3 separate regions of the Mus musculus genome follow, and all the other regions are linked to region 2. A link is a contact called in public Hi-C and HiChIP or PLAC-seq data. All regions are on one chromosome and are shown on one strand. The core of a region is the stretch at or near the end of the contact, and the rest is flanking DNA. Distances in the headings are between cores, read along the strand shown.

What was found. Hi-C and Micro-C count contacts between places; a contact is called where the count stands out from the background. HiChIP or PLAC-seq counts read pairs in DNA pulled down with a chosen protein or histone mark.
Region 1: a contact with region 2 is called in an H3K27ac HiChIP or PLAC-seq map of embryonic stem cells, with 3 times the contacts expected there. The contact joins the promoter of Arhgap17 here to the enhancer-like site in region 2. A contact is called at or near these places in 4 of 39 promoter capture datasets (the C10 cell line, hippocampal neurons, liver and 1 more) and 3 of 115 datasets of contacts at active chromatin or transcription factors (embryonic stem cells and microglia).
Region 3: a Hi-C map of embryonic stem cells shows a contact between it and region 2, with 5 times the contacts expected there. The contact joins the promoter of Aqp8 here to the enhancer-like site in region 2. A contact is called at or near these places in 16 of 39 promoter capture datasets (the 3T3-L1 cell line, 3T3-L1-derived adipocytes, the C10 cell line and 10 more), 2 of 15 datasets of contacts at CTCF or cohesin (embryonic stem cells and stem cell-derived epiblast-like cells), 44 of 484 Hi-C or Micro-C datasets (B cells, the Ba/F3 cell line, the C10 cell line and 25 more), 3 of 115 datasets of contacts at active chromatin or transcription factors (astrocytes, embryonic forebrain and embryonic stem cells) and 4 of 9 other capture datasets (adipose tissue, embryonic stem cells, liver and 1 more).

Annotation. Positions count from the first base shown.
Region 1 is chr7:123,367,348-123,371,631 of GRCm38.p6, forward strand. It overlaps Arhgap17 (Rho GTPase activating protein 17), which reads right to left and starts at 2,568. Exons shown (of 20, transcript NM_144529.2): 1 at 2,407-2,568. The coding sequence starts at 2,459.
Region 2 is chr7:122,476,404-122,480,644 of GRCm38.p6, forward strand. The region is part of intron 5 of Prkcb (protein kinase C, beta); the gene reads left to right. Among named protein-coding and RNA genes, the nearest start is that of Gm51497, 180 kb to the left of the region's middle. Within about 2 kb of position 2,113, at least 59 of the 459 cell types and tissues checked have an H3K27ac peak or open chromatin away from gene starts, as enhancers often do. A contact at or near this core is called in cerebellum, cortical neurons, embryonic forebrain and 6 more, where this site is marked.
Region 3 is chr7:123,459,467-123,463,739 of GRCm38.p6, forward strand. It overlaps Aqp8 (aquaporin 8), which reads left to right and starts at 2,828. Exons shown (of 6, transcript NM_001109045.1): 1 at 2,828-2,992; 2 at 3,108-3,352. The coding sequence starts at 2,981.

The sequences.
Region 1 (4,284 bases), core at 1,318-3,817, 890 kb after region 2:
TGTTAGCTCATCCTTTCTAGGCATTACTAATCCTCAACCATGCCAGGCCCATGAAACTTCTCGGGGGAATTACTCACGAGCATTCCATCCTAGCGAAATTCCTCACGGCAAGATAGCACCTAGAACTCCACAAACTGATAACTGTAGTCGATTACACAGATAAACTCCTCCTCTATCCAGATCACAGCTGGGAGAAATCTGTGCTAGAAAAGCATTCTTCTTTGCCCAAAGACACCCACGATCTGCTTCTGATGGGAGTGTACCAACCATCTGGCTCACTGAATAATAATTCTCAGTTCTAGCCTCCATTTTTCTTCCTACCCCCTTAGGGTTACTTAAATAGGGAAAACTTGAGCTCGTGTGCGCGCGCACACACACATACACACGGGGGGGGGGGGGGGAGTTATCTAGGAAATCAACGACAAGAGAGCAACAGATTTTCAACCCAGTAAAAACAGATGTTCTGACTTTAGTCTCATGGCTACCACACCCTTACAGCTCTGTAATAGCTGCAGCTTCCCCTGGCATCCAGCAATAAAGACTTTCAAACAGAGTCAAAGGTCAGGGCCAGAATTACTGTCCCAGTATGAATCACTACCACTCCATCCTGTTCATATTTTCCCAAACTTAATTCCGCAGCACCAGGCAATGCAGGACAAGCTGGAGTCCCAGAATTGACAATTTTGACAGGTCATCTGTCCTGGGATGGGAGTCACACACAGACCCTGGGAATCCAAGACTCATAGGAAAGACTCTCCCGGTGCTCAAATAGCCAACACGAGCAGGTAAAGAGGACGTTTGAAGATAGAAAGCAGGTAGCGCATGGCCTCAAGACGGTGCCCATCCAAGACATCAAGGATCTTCTAAGGACATGGAGACTGAGAGAAGTGAAGAGCATGAAAGGTTATCTATCGGCCAGGTGTGGTAAGAGAGGCTTATGGGAATTCCAGGAAGAGGTTAACATATAAGAAACATAGGCCTCCTGTGGGAACTGAAAGTGGGCAAGTCTGGCCAGAATGTAAAACTAGGAAGAGAGACTAAGGAGAAGCAGGGGCCCACAAAACCCTAACCAGCTTTCAAGGCAGAAAGCTCTCAAGACTTTGCATAAAACCAGCAACTTTCCCTTGTCCCACACAGGACGAAACCTAATCAATAACAAATCTAACAAAGGCATTGTGGCAGCCACTAAGTTTTGATTCTGCCATGCATATCTGCAAGGAGTACAAGACTCACAAGAAAATTATCACTTCTCATCATATTTCTTGTTCATGCCATTAGGATTACTCGCCTTGACCCTAGTCTTTCTCTAACTCTACACGCAACAAAAAACTAGGCATGTGTGGGTTTAAGGGGCAGGGACTGAGTCTGGATAGAGGATACCAAGATTACATGATGGAGGGATTTTTCTTCCCTTCTATTTTTCTTTTTAGAAATTCAATAACAAAACTTAGCAAAAGGTTGGGGGAAATGAAACATTGTAAAAAGCAAATTTAGAAAACCCAAGAGGAAGTAAAAGTATTTTCGTACACATAAAAAAAGAAGTGTCTCACGTGCTTCAACCAAACCAAACTGTCCTTAACTGCTAAGGGAGGAGGGTAACAGCAAGAGCTGTGAAAAACCCATCTATCTTCGTGCAGAATAACCAGCAAATTGGTTCGGCAAAGCTATCCGCCCTGCAAGACCTTGAAATATTTGTTCCAGATAGCACAGCACATGACAACAGCCTCCTGAAAGCTCTAAAAACCGCAAATCGTTCCTGTTCTACAGCCTACTCATCTACTGTCCCTCCTGTATTCTTTCATTAAAAAAAAAAAAAATCAGTTTCTTGTCAAGCACTCACTCAGTGTCAGAAAATACCACATCCAAGGTGAGATGAGAAAAGGCATCCTTTTCGCTTTCCAAACCTCTAGACCTCAAGAACTCACAGCAAACTCCCAAAAGCCTGGATTTTGAGACTGCAGTTCTCGATTCCTTCACAGAGGGGAGGGGGGCTGAACTTAACTGGGCAAGCCACAGTAGCCTAACACCCCTTAGGTTCCCAGTGACCAGCAAGCTCTTCTAGGAGGAAGGCTGCAACAGCGGATCAGCGGGGAGAGCCTGAGAACACCGGCCCCAAAGCTGCGCGCCTGGCACTGCGAGAGGCACACAAGTTTACGGAGTTTTCGCACCAGGCGGCGAGCTCCGGCTGGCGGGGACAGGGAGGAGTAAAGACCCTCGTGAGTCTCCCGAGGACGATGCTCCTCCGGCCAGGACAATGGGCAGCGCCCAAGCCGTAGCTAGGCGCAGACCCCCGCCCCGCGGGGCCCAAGGCCGGGCCGCGCCCGGCTCTCCCCGCTCCCCGGCTCCTCGCGCGCAGGACCGGCCCGCCCCCCGCGCGCCCCCCGCCGGCGCGACCCGCGCACTCGCCTGCCGACAGTCTGATTGGCCAGCTGCTTCATGCGGTTGAATTGCTTCTTCATGGCGGCGGCGGCGGTGGCGGCGCGGCAGGCGGGCGGAGGAGAACTGGGGACCGTCTGGCGGGTCCTACCTACATCGCTTCCCGGCCCCGGAGGCGGTGACGGAGGCTACAATTCGGCCCCGCCCCTCGCCGCGTCACTTCCAGCGTCGCCGCCCGCCCCTACCACGAGTTGGGCCGAGCCTAGCCGAAAGAGGCCGAAACCAGAGAGGTGGAACAGGTGCGGACGGACCCAACATGGGCGGAGTTAAGTGGTTCAGGGCGGGGACCAATGAGGCCGCGCCGAGGTGGGTAGAGCCGAGCCGAACAGGGTCGAAACTAGATAGGTGGAGCCGAGCTTGGTCCGGCCGAAACCGGAGAAGTCAGGCGTAGCTGGACGGAGCAGAGCTGGGCGAACTTGAGTGGAGCCGAACCAATCGGTGAGCGGAGAGGAATGGAGTTGAGCCAATCGGAGACGGACGAGAGTGGCTCTGCTAAGAAGAGCGGAGACTACCCCAGCCCGGCACCTGGACACAGCGGTTCTGAATTAGAGCTGGGCAGGATGGGCCGAGCAGAGCCAAACTTAGCTACCTACTCTAGTGGTGACAACTAGAACGCAAGTGAGCCTCGCAGATCCTGGTCCGGTCCGGCAAGGCGGAACACAGGGATGGGGTCTTGTCCAGTCGGACCCGGAGTCAGGCCAGCCCGGGAAGGGGTTTGGGGGGAGAAGAGTCCGGCCAAGCCGAGCGGAATAGTAGTCCTAGACGAGTGATGCCCGGTCAAGTGAAGGCGAACTGAAACGAGCTGAGGTTAAGCTGAGCGAGTGGACCTAACCTATAGCGGCGGGTCAGACCAGGGTTTATCCTAACCTAGCAGGAGTGAGCTGAAGCAGATCTATAGGGTGAACCAGCTCCGCGCCCTCAGTACTTGAACTGGTCCATGGGAAAGGCCAAAAGAGTAGGGTCAATCAGATGAGGACCCCCAGACTCCCCAGCCAAAGGAGACTGGCCTTCCCTAGGCCCCTGCACTGATGGGCCTCTGAGTCCCCGCTGCCATAAATGACCGCGAGGTTCTGATTCCCAGCCCTACAGTAACAGGCTGGGGAACTTGGTGGGATCATTTCGCATTGCTGAGCCCTTTCGTCCAACTGAGCCAAGTTAGTTTTATGACCCGCAGCCATGTCCTCCTGACTTGGCAGCCTTGGCTCCACACAACATTCCCTGTGCCCCGTGGGCTAAGGCATCCTTTACAGGCTGTGCGATGGTTTAAAGTGTCAACGTGACAGAATCTAGAATCACCTTGGAAACAAATCTCTGTGTGTGTCTGTGAAGAAGTTTCTACATCAGGTTAATTGACGTGGGAAGATCCACTCTAAATGTGGGCCACAGCATTCCATCATCTGTGGCCCCAGACCGCAGAAAACTAGCTGAGTTAGGAGCTTTCGTCTCCTTCTGCTTTCTGAACGTGGAGGCAGTGTGGTCTTCCTGCGAGCTGCCTCAAAAAACTGTCTATTGCAGTGCCTTCCCCATCATGGTAAACATCCCTTCCTAGAACTGGAAGCTGGTTTAAATCCTTCCTCCCTCACATTGCTTCTTGTCCTGCATTTTCTTAAAACAGAGAGCAAAATAACTAATGCAGGATGCATCTTGAGCTCAAAGAACAAGAAAATTAAAAATCTGTAGCGATTACAACACAAGTGTGGACCCTCAAGTCAGGCAGCAAACTGCAAGTCACCAACATTAATTACAACAGGAAGTGTTGAAATAAGGCTTTGTTTTGGTTTGGGTTTTTGTTTTGTTTTGTTTTGTTTTGTTTTTGAGGAGTCTCATAGCTGAGAATGGCCTTAAATT
Region 2 (4,241 bases), core at 863-3,362:
CTTAAAGTATGGAGGAGGATTTGAGCTGGGTATAGTGGTGCATACTACTGTATTCCCAGACCTCAGGAAGCTGAGGCAGGGGGATTGTAAGCTCTGGGACACCCTGGACTATGGACCCAATCTAAAAAAATTTTTTTTTGCTAAGTATAATAAATGGGAGAACATGCATTAATTATATGCAAACACTGTAGCCTTTTAATATAAAGGACTTGAGTGTCCATGGACTTGAGTATCCATGGGACTCCTGAATCCAAATGGTCTCACAGATACAGACTGAAAAACTAGATGTTAAGTACTACACAGAGAAAGCCGGATCTGGAAAGGAGGGTGAGGAGAACTTGCAGTTTTAGCTGAGGTCTGATGAGTGAGCTACAAGATGGGGACTTTTGATTGAAGGCTTGCAGGAAGTGAAGGAGGAAGACAGGTGGTTCCCTGGAGGGAGGTAGAGGCACAGCACCTAGGAAAGCCACAGCATGGATGCTCTTGGCTCCTGGACCACTGTGTGTGCCTGCATGCCCGAGGCACAGCAGGACGCTGTGTTATATTAACTGGTACAGCCAAGAGAGCAAAGCCCAGCAGAATGCTTCGTCATCTGCTATAAAGATTGCTCTTTTTCTCCGAGTACAATAAGAGTCTCTGGTAGGTCCTACAACTCCTTGAAGGTGTGTAATTATCATTCGATTTTTTTTTCTCCTCAATGACAGCCAGCGTCGTCTCTTGACTTTCCACTAGGCAGAAGCAGCAGGCATGGAGCATGTGCAGTATCGTTTAACCTCCAAGGGGCCAATACACTTCCCCATTGTATAGATGAGGACAGGAAAGTTAGAAGGTTTAGTAAGGGGAAGCAAGAAGGCTTGGCAAGTAAAATGTTTGTGCGTCGGTATGAGAACTGAGCTCTGCCGCTCCGTGGTGCTGCAGGCCTGCAATCTCCTTGCTGGGAAGGCAGAGACAGGAGAATTGCTGGGGTTGCAGGCCAGCCAGTCTAACCAGGCTGATGAACCCTAGGTGAGAGTTCGGAGTAAGAGACCCTACCTATAATCACACACCACACACACACACACACACACACACACACACACACACACACACACTGGTGAGCAGGCGTGGTGTCAGAGGTTAAACGACTTGGTCAAGGTTACAGAGCTAGCACTTGTTATCTGGGATTCGACCTCCTGTCTGTCTTAATACAGAGACCTTAACACTTAATTATACTGTTGGACAGTGTTTTAATTCTTTAGGGATAGTGGAGACCCTGTGGCTTTTGGACCATAAAATTAAAAACTCTTTGCCAAGCTTGGGTGCGTGCATATCAATCAAGCCGAAATGAGGACTGCTCTGCGAACTGGGGAAGAAGGCTTCTTTTTTTCCGGAGAGCTCAGACCAAGCCACTGACAGCTCATTTACGTGATTCGGCTGCAGTTTGACAATCATAGTACAAGACTTGCATACAATTAGTCTGATGGTTCTTACACAGTCTCTTGGAAAAAAGAAAAGCCTTTGGAATTTTCCCTCTGTTTGGCCTTCTGCATGATGTAACCACGGCTTTATTTAGTTGGTTGTCTACCCCGGAATAGTGTGGTCTGCTGCCTTCTGCATCACTGTGGGCTGATTGAGGTCTTGTTTTCCTGGAGGGCAGATGCTGTTGCGCAGACCTGCTCTGTGGCTCTCCTCCCGCAGGATCATTCAAGCGAGCAGAACACGAAGGCAGAATTTCTTCTGTGCATGACAATGATTGCTCCAAGAGTAAGCTGGAGTCCTGTTAAATATGCAATGCAAATGGATTGTAAATGAGAAGTCTCCTCCGCAAGGGTCGGGAGGTCTGAACTCTGGGGGCCTCTCCATCCCTTCTTATCACCTGGCTCATGAACCTGACACCCCTTTTACAATCATCTTTTCTGGCCACCCAAGAGCTCCTAATGAGGGCAGAAGCTGCCTGCTCGTGTAACCCTTTCAGACACCTGGTGATTGGAAACTGGAGAGACAGCAAGCTTTCGATGCTCTGTCAGATGCCCTGAGTTATCATCAGCTGCCTGCTGGGCTTTGAGAAGGGCTGGGAAGGCGGTGAGAAGGCTGGGTAGCGGACTGCTATTGTCTGTGCCTCCTCCTCCCACTCTGAGCTGCGTGAGGCAGCCAGGGATGGCTGGATTTGGGCTCTCACGCAGCTGCCTTCTCTGACCCTCGCTGGGTGCCTGCCTCAGCTCAGAGAATCAGTCTCTGCAGGGATTTGGGATGAGAGCTAAGAGCCTGCTCCCCGGGTTGAAGATCAATGAGCCTTTGATTTTGTTTCTTCTTCCAGTCTAGCCCACTGTCTTTGCCTATAGCTTAAGAAACCCCAATCTAAGAGGCCTTTCAAATTGAAAAGTGAACTGGTCTGTAGGAAATTGTGGTTAGTAGAAAAAGACAAGTCATCAAAGATCCAGCTGTCTCCAAGGACACCCCGTGCCATCTTTTCCCTTCTTTCTTTGAATTTTTCTTTCTTCGTTTTTCCACCCTGCCTGGTGCTGAGGCTGGAACTCAGCGCCTTGTGTGAGTCAAGGCAAGCCCTTACCACTGGAGCTACCCCCAGCCTCAGCTTATTTCTTTGTTTTGTAGAGGCAGACACTTGACAGCTGTCAACCTGTAGGTAGCAGAGGAAGCCTAGAGTGGACAAAGTCCCGAGTGAGTGTGTTGTTGACATGGGCAACCCTCAGCAAGGACCCCAAGGCACTGGACCCATGGAAAATTGGCAAAGCCATTTACCCACATGGACCAGGCTCAAAAGGGCAACAAAGCTCTCTTCTGGGTCTGAGTGTTTACAGATGATTGGTCAGTGTGTGCAAAGACTAGCAACTGTAGCTTCCTCTTCCTCATCCCTAATGCTTACAGTCTGAGACTGCTCACTTACAGAGACTTATTACTGAGATCAGCGAACCCTGATCCCTGTGCTGTCCCTAATGAACACACCAGCGATCTAGGTTGCTAGAGGTCGTAGGTGCCTTACAAAGAGCATACTCCCACCTGAAGGGGGGTGAGGGGAGAGCATGTATGTCCTTTCAAGACTCAATGCATATGGGGACCAGCATGTATATATAGCACAGTCTGTACTAGGCACAGTGCTTAGTTCTTTTTAGTACTGATATGTTTTTCTCTTTGTTTATAGTTGGGGAAACTGATACTCAGAGGACTTTACTGACTGAGGCACACAGACAGACATGGACCTGGAGAGGGAGCTGAGAGTTCTAGATCTGGATTGCAGGCAGCTAGAGGAGAGAGTGATACTAGGCCAGGCATGAGTGTTTGAAACCTCAAAGCCCACCCCCTGTGACACACTTCCTCTAACAAGACCACGCCTACTCCAGCAAGGTCACACCTACTCCCAAAAGACCACACCTCCCATTAGTGCCACTAACTGTGAGTTTATGGGAGTCATTTTCATTCAAACCAACCCATGAAATTACCCACGGTGACTTGGCTTGGTGCATGAGCGTAACTGAAGTCTGATTCCTGTTCTGTTGAAGCTAAAGCCTAGGCCATTAGCCATTGTGCCCACACTGAGACTTTAGGAATGGAAATGACTTCAACTTGAGGGGTAGGTATGCTTTCCCTCCAGCCTTCAGCAAACACACAGCTTCCATTTCTCTTCTGCCTTGGAGCTGCCAGCTTTTCCCGTGGGGTTCTCCTTGGCTATGTATGGTTTACCAGATCTCCTCAACTCATGATGTTAGTCTAACCTGGGCTTAGTATAATCTCTTCTCAAGAGACAGGTTAGGCGACTTTCTGTTACACTTTTTTCTAGACATGATAGACAGGCAAATATTAGGATCTAGGTTTCTTCAACAAGGATATTGCTCTGCAGGTTTCCAGAGAGGGCCTCCTGCCTGGGACATGAGCCTGAAAGTCAATGCAAAGGGTTATTTCTGTAGCTTTGTCATTGGTGAGTCTTAGGCACGGGGTGCATTGGCTAGCCCCAGCCCCAGCCCCAGCCCCAGCCCCAGCCCCAGCCCCAGCCCCAGCCCCAGCCCCAGCCCCAGCCCCAGCCCAATCCTATCAGCAGATTATGTCTTTAGAGTGTTTATTGTGGAAAGAGATGGAGGTGCTGGCTGCCTTATGTCTCTGGTCAGTGTTCAGCAACTACTTGCTGAGCATAAGAGTTGAAACAAGAATGGACTGGAGTTATGGTTCAGTGGTTAAGAACATTCGCAGCTCTTGCAGAGGACCTGGGTTCAGTTCCCAGCTCCTAGTGGTACTCACTGCTGTCTCTA
Region 3 (4,273 bases), core at 1,578-4,077, 980 kb after region 2:
ACATACTGTGTACTGTGATGTTGGGGTAGAAGGAGGCAGGAAACAGGATGGGAAGACAAACATCGTGAAAGCAAGGCCTAAACCTTTGGCCATACAAAGATGCGTAGGGAGGCCTGCTTCCCTGCCCTGGTTTACAAGGCAGGCAATTGTCTGGGTGTGTCTACCTCTGTCCTGGAGTGGATAGTTTTAATCTGTACCAGTGTGCTCAAGGTCTCTAGTCTCTTTGTGTCTCCTTTAATCATCTGACAGTAAGGACAATGACTAACAGGACTAATCTCAGGGATGCTGGGAAGAGATTCAGCGTGATGGTGGGGCTGGATGCACATGTTGTGCGTTCTCGGTAAGTGCTAGAAATGATGGTTAAACTCCAAGCCTTTAATATTAGTCCTCTGTCTCCATCCACACAGTCAGGCCAGAGCTCTCAGCCTAGCAGAATCCTGAAACTCAACGGTTACAGTAGTGATGGGCTCATAGCAGCTATTTAAACATTTGTGAGACAAAGAGGAAGGAACATTGCATCTTCCTGCCTCCCTTTCTCCCTCCCTCCCTCCTTCCCTATCTCTCTCAGTCTCTCCTGTCCTTCTGATAGTCTCTTCAAAGCTAATGGATATAGTTGAGTTTATAGCCTTTTCTTCCACTAAGTGGCAAAGTGTGTGTGTAACAGAAAATTGACCACTTTAACTATTGCGAGTGTACAGCTTAGTGGTGTTAATTATCCTCAGCTGCTTGTTATCTATCTCTAACACTCATCTCTAGAATGTCTTCATCTCCCCAACCAAAAAAAAAAAAATCACTCTACTTCAGGCTTTGGAAACCACTAACCAAACTAACAAACAGACAAATAAACAATTTGTTTATTTATCTATTTATCTATCTATTTAGAGAGAGAGAGAGAGAGAGAGAGTGTGTGTGTGTGTGTGTGTGTGTGTGTGTGTGTGTAGCTCAGAGGACAGCTTGCAGAGGTTGGTTTTCTCCTTCTACCACATAGTTAGGTCCTGAGGATAGAATTCAGTTATTAAGCTTGGGGAAAAACTACTTTTACCCACTAGGCCACACTGCACAGTCTCCCTCCCCCCTGCCCTGTTCCTACTTTTTTTTTTAAGATAAGATCTCATATAGCCAGGTTGGCATCAACCTTTCTGTGTAACTAAGGGTGACCTTTCTGTGTAGCTAAGATGCCCCCTCCTGCACTCACCTCCCCCGTGTCGGCATTACAGGTGTGCACCACCACGTCAGGTTCTGTGGGGTGCTTAGGAGAGGATCAAACCTAGGGTTCAGAGTGCAAAACACGCATCCCACCAACTAAGCCCCTCCTGACCCCATCCCTCCTTTTGTATTTACAAACCCGACTGTCCCGGTCCCTTATGTAAGTTGATTTACGTTGTCCTTTTGTCCCGGTCCCTTATATAACTTGATTTACATTGTCCTTTTGTCCCGGTCCCTTATATAACTTGATTTACATTGTCCTTTTGTGACATTTCACTGTTATTATGATCTTAGGCTTTGTCATCGTGAAAAAGTGCTTTTTCTTCTGCGGCATGCTGTAAAGATTGGACCCTCCTCATGGAGTGTTCTCCAGGTGAACCTGAGGCAATGTATGCAAGGCTCTTAGCCAGCTGCTGGCACTGTAACATCCGAGTGTGCATTCTAAGGTTGGTGGACGTTAATACATATGAACTCTTGCCCGTGGGTGTCTATATGGGTATTACAGGTCTGTGGGGAAGGGGAACTGGTATAGCTCATGGGGTGTCCCCCCCCCCCCGCTGTAAGTTTTATAGCTTTGAAGGGAAAGGTTTCCTGGCAGTTGGGAGCCAAGGGATACCACAAAGCCATTCTGCATGACAAATTTCATACAAGAGATTTATTAGAAGGGAAAAACCCAGGAGGGTGGCTACCTCTGCTCAGACAAGAAGCGGCAGAGAACTGAGCAGAAGACAGGCTTTATTTTGGGCTTAGGGGTAGGGGAACAGAACTTTCCAGGGTAGAACTTTCCAGGGTGGGGATTAGTGGGACTTCAAATCCTGATCTTGGGCTTTTTACTCTGTAGGGCGGAGCTGGGCCACCTGAGTGGTGATTATAGCAGTTGGAGATCCTCAGGGGCAGGGCCTGGCCACTCGCACGCCATGAGGGGCTTACACATATATTCTGAGTTCATGGACTCTGGCATTTTTGTACTGTATCTGGAGCTACCTTGAGTCCTTTTCATTTCTTCACTCATTGAAGCCCTGTAAGGATGCCATGCCATTAGCTCAGTCGCTGTCATTTGCCGATGAAACAGTGAAAGTGACTCGAGCTCAGTGGCACTCAATTGCGTGGTTAGCTCTTGGCTTGTACAAGCTGAGCTGGGGTGTCAGTGCAGGCAGTGTGAGCAGAGGGGTGCATCTCACTGGTGGTTCCCTGGCTTTGGGTAGGTAAGCCCGTAGGTCCTACTCCTACTCATCCCCAGGTTTCCAAAGTCCACCAGCTTTACCATACACAACAGTGCCATATTGTCCCTACTGCCTTAGGCAGCCAGCAGCCATCATCAGCTCACACACTCGCTGGGTCAGGTGATCAGGGTATTTGTGGAAAAGGTCCTGGGTGGGAAAGAGACCCACGAGGATGGTGGAATGTCAATGGTAGCGGAGCTGGCTGTTACTGAGTGTGCAGTGTCTCCTGCTGGGACCTTCCTCAGGCCTGAGCACTCATGCACATGATACAAGCTAACCACGCCTTTCCTGTTGCTGGCACTAAGCCCAGCAATCATTGATCCCACGTGGCCCTTGCCCTGTTGAGATTAGAAAAAAAAAGTTGACTCTTCTGGGCCACCTCCCATTCGGGCTTTATTGCTTTCTGGACACCTTTGGTGAATGTCCCCAGTCCTTTAAAAGCGCAGAGTCCGCTAGACTCTACCTCCAGTCTGTGACCTAGAGATAAGTGAGTACAATCTAGGGCAGCCGGCGAAGCTCCTGGTAGCTCTGGCTCGGATCTTCTTGAGCAGATGTCTGGGGAGGTGAGTCTGTTGCCTGGGCAAGGGCACTAAGGATTTGGTCAAGGCTGGGGGTGGGGGCTTTTGTCTTGGGGCCTCTGCCACCCATGTTTCCTGTCTTTTTTTCCCCCTACGGCAGACACCAATGTGTAGTATGGACCTACCTGAGGTCAAGGTGAAGACCAGCATGGCTGGCAGATGCCGTGTGTTCTGGTATGAGCAATACGTACAACCATGTATAGTGGAACTTGTGGGCTCCGCTCTCTTCATCTTCATCGGATGTCTATCGGTCATTGAGAATAGTCCGAATACTGGGCTCCTGCAGCCTGCCTTGGCTCATGGGCTGGCCTTGGGGCTCATCATTGCTACCTTGGGGAACATCAGGTGAGACCAGACCTCATCATTAGCTTAGTGCCAATCTGGGGAATTCTTGGGCACCCACTTATGGTCTTACAAACGTGGGGGTGGGTCATCTAGCTCTGCAGTCTGTGAAGACTATTAAATAGGAGTCATACTGTTACTACATGTTAAAGTTAGCTTCGAGCCAACATATACCCATTGCTAGCTATTGCCTCTGCTCTATACTGAGCATGATTCAGATATTTGATTCTAGTGACAAACTTAAGAAATAGGTTCTGTTATTTCCCGTTTTATATTTGCAAAAGAGAAAAGTCCACATCACTGAGATGAGGTATTTGCTACCAGGTGGTGGAGCCAGGAGTCAAATTCAAGCTGTCTGGCTTAGTGTCCAAAGCCGAGGGATTGTCTTGGGGAGATGGGATCGTGGGGTGCTCAGTATTCACTACTGTTGCTGCTACTCTTTGGGAGTGAATTGGAAAAAGCAAAGCGCCGGGTTTTTGTCCACTGCGATGCACAGAAAGTGCAGGGGCTTCAACCTGACAAGAGTGTTTTGTTTTGTTTTGTTTTTTAGAGGCAGAAAAATGACCATCCCTTGGTTTTTTATCTGGGTAGGAGCCCAGTAGAATGGGTTGATGGGAGGTGGGCTGTTTCCCAGAAGAGCCAGCTGTAATGGTAGACATTCCGATTGGGTCATCTGACAGGGGGACTGGGATAGGGCTGTTCTCTATCTCACTCGAAATCAGATCTGAGTGAGGACATTGAGTTACTGCCCTCTGGGAAGAAACAATGGACAGTTTATTATCTCTTTAAATGGGTGGGTGGGGGTGCAGGAGTTCTGGGCAGGGTGAAAGGCACATGACCTTCTATCTAGGTAGGCCTGGTGGCTTCCTGGCTGGGCAACCAAGGCGAGCCTCTGAGCTTGTGTTTAGCTGTGTGATGCAGAAG